Linked DNA regions of Zea mays: region 2 is linked to region 1. The links are chromatin contacts, called in public Hi-C maps. All regions are on one chromosome and are shown on one strand. The core of a region is the stretch at or near the end of the contact, and the rest is flanking DNA. Distances in the headings are between cores, read along the strand shown. Region 1 holds the start of LOC103638287 (sister chromatid cohesion protein PDS5 homolog B). Region 2 has its middle 37 kb from the start of LOC100274364.

What was found. A called contact is a pair of places that touch in the nucleus more often than the background predicts.
Region 2: a Hi-C map of tassel shows a contact between it and region 1, with 1.8 times the contacts expected there. The contact joins the enhancer-like site here to the promoter of LOC103638287 in region 1. A contact is called at or near these places in 2 of 25 Hi-C or Micro-C datasets (bundle sheath and tassel).

The regions. Positions count from the first base shown.
Region 1 is chr9:40,727,567-40,731,912 of Zm-B73-REFERENCE-NAM-5.0, reverse strand. It overlaps LOC103638287 (sister chromatid cohesion protein PDS5 homolog B), which reads left to right and starts at 2,547. Exons shown (of 33, transcript XM_008661242.3): 1 at 2,547-2,983. The coding sequence starts at 2,894.
Region 2 is chr9:41,002,261-41,006,606 of Zm-B73-REFERENCE-NAM-5.0, reverse strand. No RefSeq gene overlaps it. Among protein-coding and RNA genes, the nearest start is that of LOC100274364, 37 kb to the right of the region's middle. Within about 2 kb of position 2,221, at least 19 of the 20 cell types and tissues checked have an H3K27ac peak or open chromatin away from gene starts, as enhancers often do. A contact at or near this core is called in bundle sheath and tassel, where this site is marked.

The DNA of each region.
Region 1 (4,346 bases), core at 1,298-3,797:
GTTGCCAAGGAGGCGGAGGCGATAAGAGAATCTCAAAGGAGAAAAGAACTTGAAGGTATTAATTCTATACCTTGACTGAAGCTCTTATTCTAATTATGTGTATTTGACAAGGTTGCAAAAAAGATGCCCTTCCACGGGAAGTTGAAGAGTACAATCCTGAAGAAGATGAGGAGTTGAAGGAATCATTGGCTCTTATTGATCATATGAACAAGACATTAGATGAAGTCGTCTTGAAAATCTGCAATGAATTGCTAACGAAATTTTGAAAGAAGAGAATTAAGTATTTTGTAAAGGACCATGTACATCCATTTGTGTAATATAAGAGGCTTCATATGCTTGTTGTGTTATGCTTTGTGATGTGCGAAACAAAACTAGTGCCTTTTGAGCCGAGGGCAAAAAACACATTCCCTTTTTTCACGCATAACAAAGGCATTGAACAACTTTGGCGTTATAACTCGCTATATTATCGCCATTGAAACTAAGGTTGAACGTTTTAATACAATTATAAGAGACAACAAACCGCTTTGAGTTTCGTTTACAACACATGCAATGTCTTGCACAAAAAAAAAGAAAAAGGTATTCTGTCAAAGATGGCAAAGATTAACCATACATTACTTGAAATGAATAATGAAAATGGTACGCTTGTTCCTTCTCTACAAACACATTTTGCTACGAAAAACTCAAACTTTTGTGATTCTGCCTTTTGTTTGAAGGACTTCGGAACCTTTTTGTCATTACTTGATTTTATTGTGACTCTGCCTTCCATTTGAAGGACTTCAGAGCCTTTGTCGCCATTAGTAGGTGAATTGATCCTGCCTTCATACGAAGGTCTTCAGGATCATTTTTTATGACGACTTTGCCTTTCACTTGAACGACTTTAGAGTCCTTATGACCATTACTAGGTGACTGATCCTGACATTATTCGAAGGTGCATCTTCTTTTTCGGAAGTCTATCTCGAAAAAACCTCCAGGTTAAGCGTGCTTGACTTGGAGCAATTTGGGATGGGTGACTAACCGGGAAGTTTTCTTGGGTGCGCATGCGTGAGGACAAAGTGCACACAAAAGATCTGTGTTGGTCTGTGGGGACGATATATGATGCTAGAGAGCTGCCAGGAGTGAGTACCGCCGGTCCATGGATTGTACGAGGTGTTACATGCGGGTAGTAGGTAACCGAGGCCAAGCTCTTGAGACCGAGGTCGACTTCAGACGAGCCAGAGTTTGCGTCCGAGGGCCGACCTATACTCTTTGTCGTATCGTATGTTCTATCGGGGGTTGGCAGACAACGTGTAAGAACAATGGCCGCACGCGTCACCATAGTTGGTGAAGCTTGACAGGACCACAATCTTGTTGATCTTGTTCACCTGCAACCCTGTGTGTGGTAGGTATGCACATTGAAAGCACTGTTAGAGATGCTCGAAGAGTATCCTAGTCCTAGACCGGCCCCGCAAACCATTGTTACCGTCTTTGTTCCAAACTTCACTGACGTACAGGGGTGAAGGGCCCGTTATGGCCAAGTATGGCCCACGCCATACCTCAACTCGGCCAAGTAAAAGAGCAAAACCTAGGTATTCAGCAGGCATCTAGGCCCGGTAGCCGCAGCCTCCCTGCTAGTGCTTCCCCTCTATGGCCGCGCAACAGGCACAGCCGCAGGCGCACAAGACGGCCGCCTGCTCGCTCCGTATGCGGCCGCGGCCGCCTCCGCCTGGCCGCCCACCCGAGCACAGCAGCGCGCCCGAGCCTTACCGAGTCGCCGTCTCGCAGCCTCGCTGCTAGCTTGCTGCATGCTTGATCACGACCGCGCTAGCTTGCTTGGTTTGGTTGCTTGCTCTTCAGTAGCCTGCTTGCTTGGCTTCTTGCTCTCCGCTAGCCTGTTTGTTTGGCTTGTCTGCTTGCTTTACTGCTAGCTGAACTCCCTGCTAGCATGTTTGCTTGGCTGCTTGCAATGGATTGAAGCTCGGTCGACAAAAAGAAAGGCTCTGTAGTTATGTTATGTGTAATAATATTGTCTATATATTTTAGTTATTCGTATTTCGTAGTGGGAGTAGGACTAATTAAGTTTATTGTGCAGATTTGAAGAGCTATTTTAGCCGTGCTAGCAGCACACATCCTAGTACTCGTGGAAGTGGTGTATATTGAGAGGGATATATTTAAAGGAATTGATCTATATAATCTATTAAAAAGACATTTCAAAAGAGTAGAATAGGAATATGCAACTATCAAAGTCTCCTAGACGTAACTAAAATAATCATACGTGTCACTAGAGTCTACTTAAATATCTTGTATTAAATTTAGCTTTTTATTTCAGTGCTAATTTATGTTCCTTTTGTTTGACAGCTTATATTTGGTTAAATTGCTGATTTGGCATATAATCTACAAATGATTTTTCATCTAAGGTATTTCTTAATAATGATTTTCTATTAAACTTTTGTTTTACCCAAGATATGTCTTTGCCATTGCCATACACTATTTTTAGGTCCTGCTCCACCAGTGCTGACGTATAAGGAGACTGCGTCACATATCAGCCGCATGAGTGCATGACCATCCGCGGCGCAGTACCCGCGCGACAGACGGGCTCCGTGATTTACCGCACCAGTGGGGCAGCGTACCCGGACGGCACACTGGCTGGGCTGGACTCCGAGACACCGAAACCAGAACAACCCGATCTCAACCCACTCTGCTTTGCCATTCCGCTCACGAGCTCTCCGCCTCTCTCTCTCTCTCTCTCTCGCTCTTTTCCGCCACCCCGTCACGCCAAATTTCGAAACAGCGCGAGAGCAGCAAAAGCCGAGGGAGCCCTTCTTTCTCAGATTAGAACCTAACGAGTGCGCTTGGAGGCGGAGGCTGCGAGCTTGCTGCGCGAATTTGGGCGGTCGATCCGGCGCGGCGGCCGGGTATGGCGGCCGCGGAGCAGCTGAAGGAGCTGGGGGAGAAGCTGCAGGCGGTGGCGCCGGCTCCTGCGGACGAACTCGCCAAGCTCCTCGAGGTGAGCCCCTAGCTTCTCCGTTTTGGTTGGCTGCGAACCTTAGTCATGGACTCCGCGGCGTAGGGGCGGGCTTTGCGTGGATCCGTGGCTCATGCGGTACAATTCGGCAGGTTTAGGGTTTAGGTTGCTGGAGGTAAGGCGCTAGTGATAGGGTTTCTGGTGCGAATTGGGTGCTCGGGGTGCTAGGTTTGGACGGTTAGGCTTCAATTGAGCGGCGGAGAGGGTTCTGAAGGAGTGAGCTTTTTGCGGTGGGTTGGGTAATTAGGAAGCAAGAAGTTTGTTGTGGCAAGATTGTGCTGTACATGGTGTTGTAGCTCTTGAATAGTTAGATTCCTGGTGGATTTTGCTTATTCTGGCTGGAATCCTTTGGCTTGGGTCAGAGGAAGTGCTGAGGTCCAACTCATGTGCTTCTCTTAAGTTTTATTTGCTGAAATTGTGGTTGCAATTTGGCACCCGTAGGCTTGTTAGTTTCTCCAGTGTTAGAAGGGATTCCTGTTGGTTCGGGTTTATGGGGTTTTAGCACTAAAGAGGCCTTACCTTTCGAGTGTTAGGTTGTTGTATCAGTTACACTACAGGATTTACAGTAGCCAATGGAAGCTGGAGATTTAATCTTTGAATTGTTTTGGTGGGTTCATGTGAATATCTTTTTTTCTCTCTAAAAAACCAGTGCATGTTGCATGGAAATGCTCTTATAAGAATACCATTTACATGTGTTATTGTCTAACAGTACCTCCTCGAATACACAGGAGAGCTGCATGCCATTGCAATAAGTGTCTAGCTCTAGCAGTACCTTGAATGCTGTGTTTATACGGCGGTTTAATTTTGGTAATATCGATGCTATTTATCACAGGAGACAGTTCTATTATGTTTGACATCTGTGCATGTGTTGAAAGACCAAATGCCCATCCATATGTGTCAGGGAAGGAAACTGTCCAGTGAATCTTGTGCCATTTGGCCACATTATTGGTATTGGACCCTTATATGTTCTGGCGTGGACTGTTCTATGTTAGAATTTAGGATGTGGACAGCTCCATGGGTTCAACCTTCGTGTGTTAAATAGCATAATTTATAGCTACTTGTTGTATCGATCTCTATTAAGAGGAGTTTGTAGTTGCAATTGCAAACATACATAATAGCTATCCTGACCGATAGCACTATGGAACCAGGATTTAACTGTGGAATGCTCACTTCTAATAGAGCAGTCACCAATGTTAGTGTAGCACTATGCCACCAGGAATTAACTGCTTACCATTGACATGATCTCTCAACACAGGCACTGTCATGTCTTATTTTACTATTAAATAGGTTGGTCATACATACCTGTTTGATTGAAATTCTTTTCCTTCTTGGTAAGTATGCCCTA
Region 2 (4,346 bases), core at 972-3,471, 280 kb before region 1:
AAATGTTATTAGCAGTTACTAAGTATAAGTAAAGACCAGCCCAATAAATAAGAGACCAAAAGTAATAATAAAACTCACAATACGATACAAATGACAAATTAAGTTTAATGCCATATGTTACTCATGTGAGGGTCCGAGCCGCTCATGACCGTGAGCATGGTTGATATACCAGTTTTACACTCTGCAGAGGTTGTGCATATTTACCTATAAGACGTGTTCCCTTTGTCTCCTCAGGTTGATCGGACCCTTAAACACTGCCGAGGTGAGTAGGCGAGGGTACATTGCGAGGCCTTCACAAAGTTCCACTAGAGGAGAGAACTCGCTACGGTTCTGGGCCGAAAGAGGTATAGGAATCCCTTGTCCGAAAAGAACAGGCAGTCTGACCCAAGGACCTCCCTACACCTGCATCCTCCACCCCACTTGCCCTTTTCGAGAAAAGGTTAACTCACACTACCTTTCCTAATTAATCAGCCAAGGGCGTCCCATTCCACCCTTGTGCCCCTTTCCAGTTAACATAATAATCTTATAATGAATAGAAAAGAATCCATTGACAATAAATAGAATGATCAAGAATAATATGCATCTTAACACCCAAAACCACATAGAGAAATAGCAGATACTACACAAAAAGTTTAGTTGTGAGCAAGGTATAAAGTAGACCAAACTAGGGTAACCTATTAGGTCCCATCAAAATTAACCTGAGCATGTCATAGTAATAAATTGGAACATTATTGGGTAAAGAAGAGTGATCAAGCGCACAACTTGCCTTCAACGAGAGTATTTTCCACCTGCTGAGTACCGGGTTCCACAGCCACTTGCTCGTCTACTCGCAACAATACAAACAGACATGGTATAGGAGAAACTAGCATCACAACAAACATGAGCACAAAATACATAATAATGATCTATGCGTTGCTACAAGATCGTAGGTTCGAGAACGGCTAAAATCAGAGTTATAATGAATGATATATGAGTTTCCGAAGTTTTGTGTGCTTGGATAAGTTAAACATAGGCTAAACCAATTAAGTGTTTGATTTTGACAACATGTTACATAACAAAATAAGGTTACTAGATTGCAGTTAATATTTGTACGAACCTAATGCAACTGGAACGGGTTAAATCAGAGCTAAAATCATGAAGTTATGAATTTCCTAAGATTGGGACATTATTTTTGCACTAAAAATGATTTCTGCATTTAATTTCATTGAATTCTCGGTTGACTGGACTTTGGCCATGATTACAGGAAGGTTCAGGGGCTAAATCGCATGAAAAAGGACTTAGTTGTAATGCTTCTAAAACTCCCCTGGACGACGGGTTTATTTGCTAACTCATATGGGGCTCTTATGCAAACTAAACACAACGAAGGGGTATCAGCCGATCACAGCCATCCGATCGAAGCGCTACGCCCAGGTTAAAACCCCACCTAGAACTCACTCTAGCCATCGGATCACAAATCTATGGCCCACGGGGCGCACTCGCTTGCCCCAACCCCCAAACCGCACGATCCCAATCCGACCGCCTATATTCTATGAAGTGAAAGGGATACACCGGATCTGGTCTCCACCGCCCATCCCTCGATCAACGGCTATTGTACCCTTCCCCCAACCTGGTTGTCAACACAACAGCGTGGAAGCCACACCCCTGGCGGCGCAACCCGCTGGCATTGCCAATGCACCACCCAAGGACTCCCAACTGCTAATCCCGTAACTATTCGTAAATTACTGGGCAACGTGAACAACGGGGAGGAATCGTTACTGGAATTCGAGCCACACAGTGCCTGGTCCGCGAAGGGGGGTGGATTCGTGGTGGCGCCCAGCCTCCGACGAGGAATTGTCCGCAATCCGTTGCCTCCCGCACCCGATTGCTGATCGAAAAGCGTTCCCCGAGGCAAGGTGCACCACCCTGACCCGAACTCAGTCCTCAAAAGGCATCGTGATCGAGGTTCTATGGCAGCGCGTGTCTTCAACTCACACGACGGCGGTCACTCCTCTCCCTGTCTTTGGTGGCTATGGGTGAGAAGCTGATTATGCGGCACCCTCCCACATATATGGCCATGGCAAGGCGATTGAAACAGCCAGCTGGAGTCCGCCTGGTTCTCGAAGAGTTTGTTACAGGCGCACTCACCGTGGCAAGGAAGATCTACAGCAGCCATGGCTGATGGACACTGACAAGGGGGCCCATATGTTAGCACTTCATGATCACCATGGGCGCGCGCGATCACTGTCAGCGGGCCCTATCCATCAGTGCGCGTGTGACGGTGGACCGTGAGCTAGGTTAGGTATGGGCCTGGGGGGGGGGGGGTCGGCCCAGGTCCGATCCTCTTCTTTCCTTTTTCTTTTCTATTTTTTGTTTTGTATTTCTTTTCTAATTTCATTTTTCAGAATTCAAACTAACTTTAAATTTTGGTTTTGACTTCAGATTTAAAATGTTCAGTAGAAATGGCCAGGCGATTAGCTGTTGTGGTTCATGCCCTTAAAATATGACGTCATTATCTGCTGGGAAATATCTACCATATATATACAGATCATAAAAGTCTGAAGTATATTTTTTCCTAGTCAGAACTAAACATGAGGCAAAGAAGATGGCTTGAGCTGATTAAGGATTATAAATTAGAAATCCACTATCACCCAGGAAAGGCCAATGTGGTGGCAGATGCACTAAGTCGCAAGGCGTCCTGCCATTGTCTTACAGTGAGGACCCCTGACATCACATTATGTCAAGAAATGGAAAAGTTAAACCTGGAAATGATACAACATGGAACTTTGACTCAATTGAAGCTTGAGTCAGTTCTTCTGTAAAAGATTATTAATGCCTAAAGAAATGACAAGGGTATGAAACATATTCATGAGAAAATAGAAGCTGACAAAGCTAATTGCTTTATAAAGGATGATCAAGGCATAGTATGGTTTAATAATCGCATAGTTGTGCCTAAAGATACTGATGTCCGCCAACAAATTTTGGATGAAGCTCATCTTAGTCGATATTCCATTCATCCCGGAAGTACTAAGATGTATCAAGATTTAAAGCAGCACTATTGGTGGACAAAAATGAAAATTGAGATTGCACACTATGTGGCAAGATGTGACACATGTAGGCGTGTCAAGGCAATACATATGAAGGCAGCAGGACCACTGCAATCTTTACCTATCCCAGCCTGGAAATGGGAAGATATTAGCATGGATTTTATTGTGGGATTGCCCAAAACAGCTAAAGGTTTTGATTCTATCTGGGTTATCATTGATCGACTTACGAAGATCGCCCACTTTCTTCCCGTCAAAGTAAAGTATACAGTGGCCACATATGCGAAACTTTATACTGCTCGCATTCTCAGTTTGCACGGGGTTCCAAAAACAATTGTGTCGGATCGAGGACCACAATTTGTATCCAAATTTTGGGAAGAACTCCACAAATCTCTGGGTACTAAGTTGCTCCACAGTTCGGCGTATCATCCCCAAACAAGTGGACAGACTGAGAGAGTAAATCAAATACTTGAAGACATGTTGCGAGCATGTGTTCTAGAGTTTCCGCAGAAATGGGATGACTATCTGCCCTTAGCAGAATTTTTGTATAATAATAGTTATCAAGCAAGTATTAAGATGGCACCATTTGAAGCACTGTACGGACGACGGTGTCGGACACCCTTGAATTGGTCTGAACCAGGAGAAATGTGGTTTTTCAGGCCTGGCATGGTTAAAGAGATGGAGGAAAAGGTTCGACGAATCATACATAACTTGAAAGAGGCACAAGCTCGACAAAAAAGTTGCATAGACAAACGATGCCAACCCTTGTACTTTCAAGTCAAAGATTTTGTGTACCTGAAAGTATTGCCAATGAAGGGTGTGACCCGTTTCGGGGTAAAAGGAAAGCTTGCACCCCGATACATTGGTCTGTTTCCTATTCTTGAGCAATGTGGACCAGTGGCATACCGACTCCAACTACCTGAAACATTGTCTGCAGTGCACAATGTGTTTCATGTGTCCCAATTGAAGAAGTGTCTTTAGGTTCCAGATCGAACCATTGATGTGGGGGATGTTGTCTTAGAACCAGACTTGACCTATGCAGAACATCCTATTCGAGTCTTGGATCAGAAGGATAGGATCACCTGAAAAAGAACTCTTAAATTCTATAAGGTACAATGGAACCAACATACTAAAGATGAAGCTACTTGGGAGACTCAAGACTTCTTGGAAAAGAATTTTCCTGGGTTTTTAGCTTCATGTAACTTGTGAGATATGTACATTTGTTTGTAAAGACAGAATAGACCCCATACCACCCCCTGCTCTGTACGAAAATAAGGAAATAAAGATATGACGCGTTTCCTTTTCCACTACTCACCCTAGGACCTC